2 separate regions of the Sus scrofa genome follow, and region 1 is linked to region 2. A link is a contact called in public HiChIP or PLAC-seq data. All regions are on one chromosome and are shown on one strand. Each heading gives the region's core, a stretch centred on a gene start, on an enhancer-like site or on the middle of the called end of the contact. The rest is flanking DNA. Distances are from core to core; before and after follow the strand shown.

Region 1 (4,873 bases), core at 1,839-4,338, 39 kb after region 2:
GTTTGAGAGTAGCGTGGGCCTGTTTTTCCCAGGGCTTTGGAGACTTCCTGTCCTGGATACCACACTGTGATTAGAGCAGGTGGGTGGATGCACAGGGAGCTGTGGAAGCAGGAAAGAAGGCATCTGACCCAGCTGGGCTGGTCAGGGGTTCCCTAGGGGGAGTGAGATCTAAGCTGGGGTCTGAGGACAGGTTAGAATTTTTTCAGATGAAGAAGGATAGGAAGAGTGCCTTAGAAAGAAAAAAAAAGTGTTTATAGACAGAGAGGAAAGGGCAAAATGATAGAGTACCCACTGAAACAGGTCCATGATGCCTGAGTGTAGAGCATGAGTGGGGGAGAGCTGAGGCTGGAGGGGGAGACAGGGACCACGTGGTGGAGCCTGTGAGCCAAGATATGGGGTGCACTACCCTGAAGGTGGGGGGCGAGGTGTAGGTGGAAGGGATGCTTGGCCGGGGGAGAAGCAAGGAGACAAGAATGCACCTTGCAGCTGGACCAGTGACAGGATGTATGGCTGCACTAGGAGGTATGAGACAGGAGCAGTGAGAGGTGAGAATGGGAAAGGGCATTGCGCCTGATTTGCATATGTGTTGAATGCCAGGCCACCACCGGCCTTGAATGCCCTGATATGGCCCCAAGGCTACGGAGGGGGTGGATGTACGTTTCCAGCAGCAGTGGGTCAAATAGAAGCAGCCTGCACTGCTCGGTGAAGCAAAGGCAGACTGAAGAACCCAACACGGACCCCTCCTGGGGGTCACCTCCAGCCCTTCATCCTCCTCTTCCCTCTGCTTCGGCAGGAGACCATTGATGGCCTCACTGCACAGCTGGAGGCCTTCCAGGCCAAGATGAAGAGGGTAGAGGAGTCCATCCTGAGCCGAGACTACAAGAAGCACATCCAGGTAGGTGGCAAAATCGCCAAGGCCTCTCCTTCTGGACTCACCAGGGAGGTCCAGGTCTTGGCAATAGGAAAGGCCAGTCCCTCTTCAAGTTCAGGGCACAGACCTGACGCTTACCTTCACAAAGGCCTGGAGGAAACATCAGTCCCCTGTCACCAAGGGGGAAGGTGAGGCTGAGAGAGAGAGAGGCCTGCGAGGTGGTCGAGTGCTCAGATTCTGGATTCAGAGAGAACCAGGTGTAAGGAGCAAACCTCCCACTTAGCACAAGCAATGTAACCCCTCTGAACCCCGGTGTCCTCCTCTGCAAGGGTCCTAGCTCGTGCCTCCAGGGGCTCTGTTAGTCGAGAATTGAGATAAAGCCCATCAAGCACTCGATCAAGCACTTGCCATGGGCTGGGAGCAGGTGTCCTGAGTCAGAGTTGGGGGCAGAAAGGGGAGGGAGGGTGGGATCTCCTGCCACCCCCCTGCCCCCAATACTCCCTCCAGCTGGTCTGCTGAGGTCACTCCCTGTCCCTGTCTAGGAGTACGGGAGCCCCAGCCAGTTCTGGGAGCAGGAGCTGGAGAGCTTACACTTTGTCATCGAAATGAAGAATGAGCGGATTCATGACCTAGACAAGCGGCTGATCCTCACGGAGACAGTGGTCTGTGGGCAGCAGCAGTGGGGGGCGGGCGGGCGGCAGCCTCATGCTTCCGCTTTGTGGGCATCTCCTCTGTCCGGTGTGCAGAGGGATGGTTCCTTGAGGAGGCCCTGCCTGGTCACACCAGCTTCAACCTGCTGGCCATGCTGGCCCTTGAGCTGCTGAGGCTGGTCTGGGTCCAGCAGTGGCTCCTTCTGATCCAGGTCCTGTACTTTTCTTGTCTACGCATCTTGTTGTCATTTGGGTGACACTGGGGCAGGTAGCCTGGCTAATCAGGAGGGGCTGGCCAGTGTCACAAATTGCACGGGAGCTGAGAAATGAGTCAAGGCTGGAAAAAAAAAAAAAAAAGACAGATATGGGAAGCCAGAGTCAGCCGGGACAGGCCTGGGCAGTGGTGGGCGTTAAGGACACAGGTGGCTATGTCTCCAGGAGAAAGGAGGCCTTGGGAACCTAGGATTGAATGCACACAGGTATTATATTGTCCCAGAAGACGTCTCCTGGCTTCCTATGTGCCACACAACCTACATTTTTTTTTTTTTTTTTTTTTTAGGGAGCTGCACCTGCGGCATATGGACGTTCCCAGACTAGGGTCGAATGGGAGCTGTAGCTACCAGCCTGAGCCACAGCCACAGCCACAGCCACGCAGGATCCAAGCCGTGTCTGCGACCTACACCACAGCTCACAGCAATGCCAGATCCTTAACCCACTGAGCGAGGCCAGGGTTCGAACCCGCATCCTCATGGATACCGGTTGGGTTCTTAACCCTCTGAGCCACAACGGGAACTCCCAATACAACCTAGATTTTAACTCAGACCATCTCGGATGTCACCTATAAATTGTGTTCAACCATTTTTGTAGAATAGCACAACAGATACATTTATATAAATTATACATGCTTGACTTTTGGAGAACCCCAAAAGCCTTCCTCTTATGAGCTGGTGGAGAATTTCAGATGATAGTGGGCATCTGCTGTCTTTAAAGAGTCTTGCCTGGCAAAGTTGGCAGCCCCTGGCTCCTGCCTGAGTCGCCTTGTTCTCAGTTATCTCATTGCTTCATGAAATGTAACGGTTGTTCTAAAGTGAACCAGTCTTTTCCGTGGCCACAGATAAGAGGAAGGGGACGGCACGGACTGTGCCGAATGAGGGTGGTGGCTTCCTGAGCTCGCTCTGATTTGTTACAGAAAGAAAAAAACCTGCTGCTGGAGGAGAAAATCACCGCCCTGCAGCACGAGAACGAGGACCTGCACGCCCGAGGCCACAACCAGATGGTTGTGTCGAGGTAGCGGCCCCCACCCCGACTCTTCCCACCCCCAGCCCCTTTTATTTATTAAAATGTCCAGTTGGGAGAGTCTCCAAGAGGCCCGGGGAAGGGATCGACCCATGAGCTTAGGCCCCTCTGGGGAAAGTGGCTCCCCTCCTCCGGAGCTCAGAGTCCCGAGAGCCCAGCTCTGCCCAGAAACCCAAGTCTCAGGGCTGAGGCAGCTCTGTGTGTCCCCATGCTGGCTGAGTGGGCTCCATGGGAAAAGCCAGTCCAGGAAGAAGGAACAGGAAGCTTAGCGCTCCAGAAGCCACACAAAGGAACCAGCTGTGAGAGCTCAGTCAACGCGAGCTGGGATCGTGTGTCACACGTAATCTGTTGACTACACATTATCCGCTCTAATGCTCATAATTACTCGGAGCCGAGTCCTGTTACCCTCCCATTTAAAATTTGGGCCAGGGTGAATGCCTTGTCTGAAGTTACACATGGAAGCGGCGGAGCAGGTGCGAGCCCAGAACTGTCTGCCCGTGAGGCCCACACTCCTTGGTCCACAGACAGACTTGGCTCTTGGGGACAGGCAAGCCATGGGGTGGTGGCCCATCCGAGAACGGCTTCCTGGAGGAATGGGTTGGTCTCTGCAGTTGCCAGAGGCCCCAAGAGGCGGTTCCCCACACGCAACCCTGGGCCCTGTCTGCATCCACAGGCAGCTCTCAGAGGACCTGCTCCTTGCCCGCGAGGCCCTGGAGAAGGAGATCCAGTTACGGCGGCAGCTCCAACAGGAGAAGGAGGAGCTGCTCTACCGGGTCCTGGGGGCCGACGCCTCCCCCGCCTTCCCCTTGGCCTCTGTCACCCCCACGGAGGTCTCCTTCCTCGCCACATAGGGCCTGGGCCACCATGACGCCTGTGGTCACAGCTTTCTCTCCAGGACTTGGCAGAGAACACGGCAGGGACCTCTGGTCCTTTTCCCAGGCAGGGACAAGGACAGGAGTGAGGGGGGAGCCAGGCTGCGTGCCCATGAGGCCTGGGGGCTCGGGCCACAGAGCACCACCCATGGGGCTGCCCAGGCCTGAGCAGCTTTGCCCCTCGAGCTGATGCAGGGAACAAACAAGAGGAATCCTCTCCCCTCCCCCTTTCTCCCTGCACAACTTGGGGTTGGGGGTGGATCTGAGGCTCCCCCGGGGGCAGCCACGCCACACTGATCACCTGAGCAAGAGGCGACACCCCCCTGGTCCTAACTTGTCAGCTTCGCTGCTGCCTCATCAACCACTCAACGTTCCCCCTCTACCCCGGCTTCTCTCAGCTCTAAACCATTTGCAGAAACTGAAATGGCCCTGGAGTCCCTCCCTGTCCCACTGGGGGATTTGTCTCAAGGTCAGACTAGGGGACCGGAGAGGACGTGGGCCACACCCTGTGAACCAAACTAGGAAAAGGGAGCAGCTGGGAGGGGGCACTGGAGGCCCTGCCAACTGCAGGACGCGGGACAGAGTCCCGGGCCCAGAGTCTGGTCCATCCAGGGCTTACAGGCTGGGCTGCTCCTCCTGGACCAGGCAAGGCTCACTCCCCAGCCCTCCGGCTCCCTCAGTCTTAGTGCCACCAGGACACGGGGGCCACCTAGTGGCTCTAAGTGCCCTCAACAGCCAGAGCCAGAATTTCACCTGTGTACAGATGAGGAAACCTAGGGAGAAGTAGGACCGACAGAGCCAGGGGACTAGGACTTCATCTGTCACCCAGGCTCTACCTTTTTTTTTTTTTTTTTTTTTTTTTTTAGGGCCATACTTGCAGCATGTGGAGGTTTCCAGGCTAGGGGTCAAATCGGAGCTACAGCTGCCGGCCTACACCACAGCCACAGCCACACCTGATCTGAGCCATGTCTGAGACATACACCACAGCTCATGGCAACGCCAGATCCTTAACCCACTGAGCGAGGCCAGGGATCAAGACTGCGTCCTCATGGATCCCAGTTGGGGTTTGTTACCGCTGAGCCACAGCGGGAACTCCCAGGTTCTACCTTATCGTACTTTTTCTTTCTCCCCAGGTTCTGGGAGGTGAGATCTGGGACTTAGTCTTTCTCCTCCTTTCTCTCGGG
Region 2 (4,475 bases), core at 677-3,176:
CACACTTTTTTAAGATAAGGATGAATTTGTTACCTTTTATAACATTTTAAAACTTCATCCTCATCATTATTTTTATTGGTGACATGACATTCTATTTTTATGGATAAATCATAATTAACTTAAGCTTCTTTTCTTGGATATTTATGTTCTGGTTATTTGCTTGTTGGTTGGTTGGGGTTTTTAGTAAATCATGAGCTCTAGTTCATAATCATTTTAATTTTTTTTTTCTTTTTAGGGCCACACCTGCTGCATATGAAAGTTCCCTGGCTAGGGGTCAAATGGGAGCTGCAGCTAAGGCCTAGGACCCAAGCCATAGCTCGTGGCAACTCGGGATCCTTAACCCACTGAGCAAGGCCAGGGATTGAACCTGCATACCCACAGATACTAGTTGGGTTCTTAACCTGATGAGCCACAATGGAAACTCCGTAATCATTATAATTTAAGTAGACCTCTTTCTTCATTACCCATTCAGCCCATCCTGCAGAGGTGCTTCTCCAACTTGAATATGCTCAGGACTTGGGAAGCTGGATAATCTTGATCCCCTTCCTCAGAGTTTAGGATCCATAGGTCTGGGTGGGATCTGAGCATCTGTGTTTCTTTCCTCTTTTCTCTTTTCTTTGGCCAGGCCCATGGCATATGGTAATTCCCAGACCTGGGACTGAACCCAAGCCACAGCAGTGATAATGCCCAGTCCTTAACCATTAGGCCACCAGGAAACTCCCCGAGTTTGTATTTCTTTTGTTGTTGTTTTCATTTGAAAAGTTTATTGGCGTCTAGTTGATTTACAATGTTGTTATAATTTCCGCTGTACAAGGAAGAGATGCGGTTATCCACGTATACTCTTCCAGTCTCTTTCAGACTCTTTTCCCACAGACGATCACAGAAGATCGGGTAGAGGTCTCCATGCTATACCGCACGTCCCCATTTGCCAGTCATTCCATATACCTCAGTGTGCCTGTGCCCATCCCAAACCACCAGTCCATCCCCCCTCCCCTACCCCGACACCTGTCTCCTTTGGGAACCGTAAGTTTTTCAAAGTCTGTGAGTCTGTTTCTGTTCTGCAAATAAATGCATTTGCATCCTTTTTTTTTAGATTCCACAGATAAGTGATACCATATGCTGTTTGTCTTTCAACTGTCTGACTAACTTCACTTCGTGTGGTAGTCTCTACGTCTAACTGCTGCTGCTTTGGGGAATCATACTTTGTAAACCACCGCCTTACACGACTCTTCTTTCCAAGAACCCAATATTGCCCGTGTCCTCAGGTTCCTTTCTTTGAACCTGCTGCAACCGGTCTTCTACTCTGGGGAGGGGGAAGTTCTTTTGCGATCTCACATTCTTTTTCCATCCATCACCGTACATCCCTTGCATCAGTCCACCTTTCCAGGGTCTCTGGGCTGTGTATAAGTTTCTAGCATACGCACTCACACTAATTTTCAAAGTTAGGTGTCTTTTTTCTGATTGCCACTGCTGGAAACCTCTGCTAGTTTAAAAAAAAAAAAAAGCAAGGGTACACAAAAGTTCTTTTTCCCGGGCACTGATATTTATGTCCTGTTCTCCCTGCATCTGCCTCACAAAGTTGGATAGATAGAATATTACAAATGCTTGTGAACTGGAAAGAGCTATAGACCCAGAAGTGAGGAGGCATTACAATTAAACTTCACAGTCTTATGTATTTGTAGGGAAGTAGTTGGAAGCTTAGGTTCTGGACATAGAACTGGATTTTATCTAGGCTCTGGTACTTCCTAGCTGCAGGAGCTTAGGCAAATCCTATCTCTGAGCCTCATTTTCCTCACCTGTAAAATGGAGGAAATCATACCTTTGCGGCAAAGAGAGCAAGAAATAGAAATAATGTGTGCGAAGAAGCCACGACAGAAACTCTCAATCAAGGCTAGCTGTTGTGTTTCTAAATAATTCTTTTAGTAGCAATTATCTGGCCTTTTCTCGGCAGCGAGCCTGGAAAGAATCCATTGTTCGTGGGGATCTTTTCCGCTCTGACCCGAGTCGCTATCATTTACGAAGATTCTGGTCACCTGCCTCAGGCGGCGCCCCTGCGAGCCCTGAGGGCTTCTCGGAGGCCCTGCTTTTCGGGTATTTACGGCGCGCGGCCGCCCCAGCTCCGGCTCAAGTCTGCGCTTCCAGGTTCAGTTTCAGGGTCTCGCCGACCGCGGAGCGGGCAGCCTGGCGCGGACCGCAAGGTTCTCTGGGGGCCCCGGAGTTGGGAAGCGGCGTCCGGGAGCCCCCGGAGGAGGATGGGCTGCGGACACAGCAGGCTGAGTTGCTGCAAACCCCCCAAAAAGGTAAAGGGCGCCGGCGGAGAAGTTTGTCTTCGGAGGGGAAGGGAGTACGGAACCGCTACGCCGAAGGGGACCCTCGGCTCCCTGGGTTCCCCAACTGCTAGAGGCCGGCACTGAGGGAGGTGGGGACGGCTCGGCCGGGCGGCGCGCTCTCTCTCCCGGCCCTGGACTGCGCTGCACGGGGCAGCGGAGTTTACAAACACGGCCCCAGGGCCCGGGAAAAGCAGCTCATTCCGGATGGCAGACTGGGAAAATGTTAGTGCCTATGGCAGGTGCCCTTTTCCTTGGTCGGTCGGAGCTGCTCGCTGTGTGGCCATGGACTTGTGACTTGACCCCTCTGGGCCTTCGGCTTTCCCACCATTAAGAAGCAGATTATGTCCAGGGCTGCCACACGCAGAGTGGTCCGTGGATTTATATCATGGGCATCACCTGGGACCTGTTAGAAATGCAGAATCTGGGGCTGTGCCCCGGGGGAGTTAAAATAGAACCTGCCTTTTAACAAGATGCCCAGGTGATTACAATAGGCTTTCAAGTTTGAGAAGTGCTGGTCTGAAGCCTCTTCAGGCCCCAGAGCCGGTGCATGTGGGCTGTCCTAGGGGTAGCTGGGAGGGGCCAACCAGGGAGGCGATCCACCGCGCAGCTCTTCCCCCCCCCCCCCCCCCCCCCACGGGGCCTCTGAGCTGGGTTAGGGCCCAGGAGACGCTACTCGCTACTCGGGTTTCTTGCAGTGGGACCAGCTGCCCCTTGGGGTCTGACAAGCCTCGAAGGTCAGAGCCTGGAACCAGAGGACAGCAAGAGGCACAGAGAGGGGAGGGGCTATCCTCAAGTTCTGAGCCTTCTTCCCACTGCCACCTGTCCTCCAGCCAGGTGGGAGGAGGTGGTCTATAAACTTGGCGATCCATCCCCTGGAGACCCTGACAGACCCCACATGGTGACACTATTTAGTAGCTGCTCATTGAACTTGAGTCTCTCTCTCGCCTGCTTTGCTTGTGCCCAAGCACAAGCTTTTCTATCACTGTCCCCAACCCCAGTGATCCTGTTCCCTGCCCTGTGCCTGTTTCAGGGAGAAGAGTTTTTGTCCCAAGGACAGCACCTCCCCTGCCTTCCTTTTTACTCCCAGTTCAAAAAAACAACCCCTCAGAGCTCTGACCCAGAAACCCTCATATCTTCTCTGGCTCCAACAGGGAAACTGAGGTTGGCCTTCAGCAGCAGAAGCAGAGGGCTGGCTATTGGGAGCAAGAGCAGATCAACCTGAGCCTGGCTTGAGACTTAGAACCAGGCTGGTGTCAGGTGGACATTGAGCCTCAGTGTTGATCCTGGTTCTGCCACAAACATGTTGTGTGACCCCCAAGGAAGCCCCCGTGCTCTCTGGGCCTCCGTTTCTCCCTCTAACTGCAGAGGGAGAGAGGTGAGCGGGATGGCTTCTGAGAGTCTGTGTTTTCTGCCCCTGTGTCAACCTCTCAGCCTGCAAAGTGGGCCAAGGGTGAGTTCCATCTACACGGTGGCGGGAGGAGGCTGGAGGAGGAGCCCTATTCCAGGCCTTGACTCTTAGTCTGGAAGAGGAGACCCCAGCGAGCGTGGGTTCCCCTGCCTCCTGGACCTTGCCAGCTGTCCCTGTCTGTCCCCGGCCCAGCCTGAATTGGACCCCCTGTCCTAAGCTGTAAAGGGCATAAAGCCGGCCCAGGCGATCCCAGTGGGAAAGGGCCTTGGGTACCACCTGGGCTGAAGCCTGGAGAAAGACCCGTGTTGCCTCTGCCCCATGTGATGCTTCCAGTGGCTTCATGTGGCTCCCAAAGCCCTTTGGCATTAAAGCCGCCACCCTCTTGCCTGGGAACAGCCTGGCTTGTCTTCCTCCTCCAGTAGTGCCAGGCCTGTGCCCCTGCGTGGCAGGATTTATAAGCCAGTTTTGTTTAAAGTTCATGCCTGTTGCCATCCCTCTGTGCTGTGCTCCTGCTCTATTTATCATCCCGGTGCTACCCCCTCCCCCAGAAGGCATGAGCTTCCAGGCTCATCCCCCACCCGCCCTCGCAGGCTCTCAGCCCCTTGGGGGCAGGGGGCCTCTGAGGATGGGTGGTACAAAAATGAGCTCGGATCGCTGGAGGCTCAGGTCACGACAACAATGACTCACCCTAAGTGGCAGTTGACAGAGTACTTTCACATCCTGCCTGCCTCACAAAA

What was found. HiChIP or PLAC-seq counts read pairs in DNA pulled down with a chosen protein or histone mark.
Region 1: an H3K27ac HiChIP or PLAC-seq map of skeletal muscle shows a contact between it and region 2. The contact joins the enhancer-like site here to the promoter of CCDC69 in region 2. A contact is called at or near these places in 1 of 5 promoter capture datasets (liver), 26 of 47 Hi-C or Micro-C datasets (adipose tissue, alveolar macrophages, blood and 11 more) and 2 of 2 datasets of contacts at active chromatin or transcription factors (alveolar macrophages and skeletal muscle).

Annotation. Positions count from the first base shown.
Region 1 is chr16:71,813,938-71,818,810 of Sscrofa11.1, forward strand. It overlaps CCDC69 (coiled-coil domain-containing protein 69), which reads left to right. Exons shown (of 11, transcript XM_021077105.1): 8 at 794-895; 9 at 1,414-1,533; 10 at 2,711-2,808; 11 at 3,491-4,873. The coding sequence ends at 3,668. Among named protein-coding and RNA genes, the nearest start is that of CCDC69, 38 kb to the left of the region's middle. Within about 2 kb of position 3,089, at least 18 of the 83 cell types and tissues checked have an H3K27ac peak or open chromatin away from gene starts, as enhancers often do. A contact at or near this core is called in adipose tissue, alveolar macrophages, retroperitoneal adipose tissue and 1 more, where this site is marked.
Region 2 is chr16:71,776,310-71,780,784 of Sscrofa11.1, forward strand. It overlaps CCDC69 (coiled-coil domain-containing protein 69), which reads left to right and starts at 1,927. Exons shown (of 11, transcript XM_021077105.1): 1 at 1,927-2,300. The coding sequence starts at 2,253.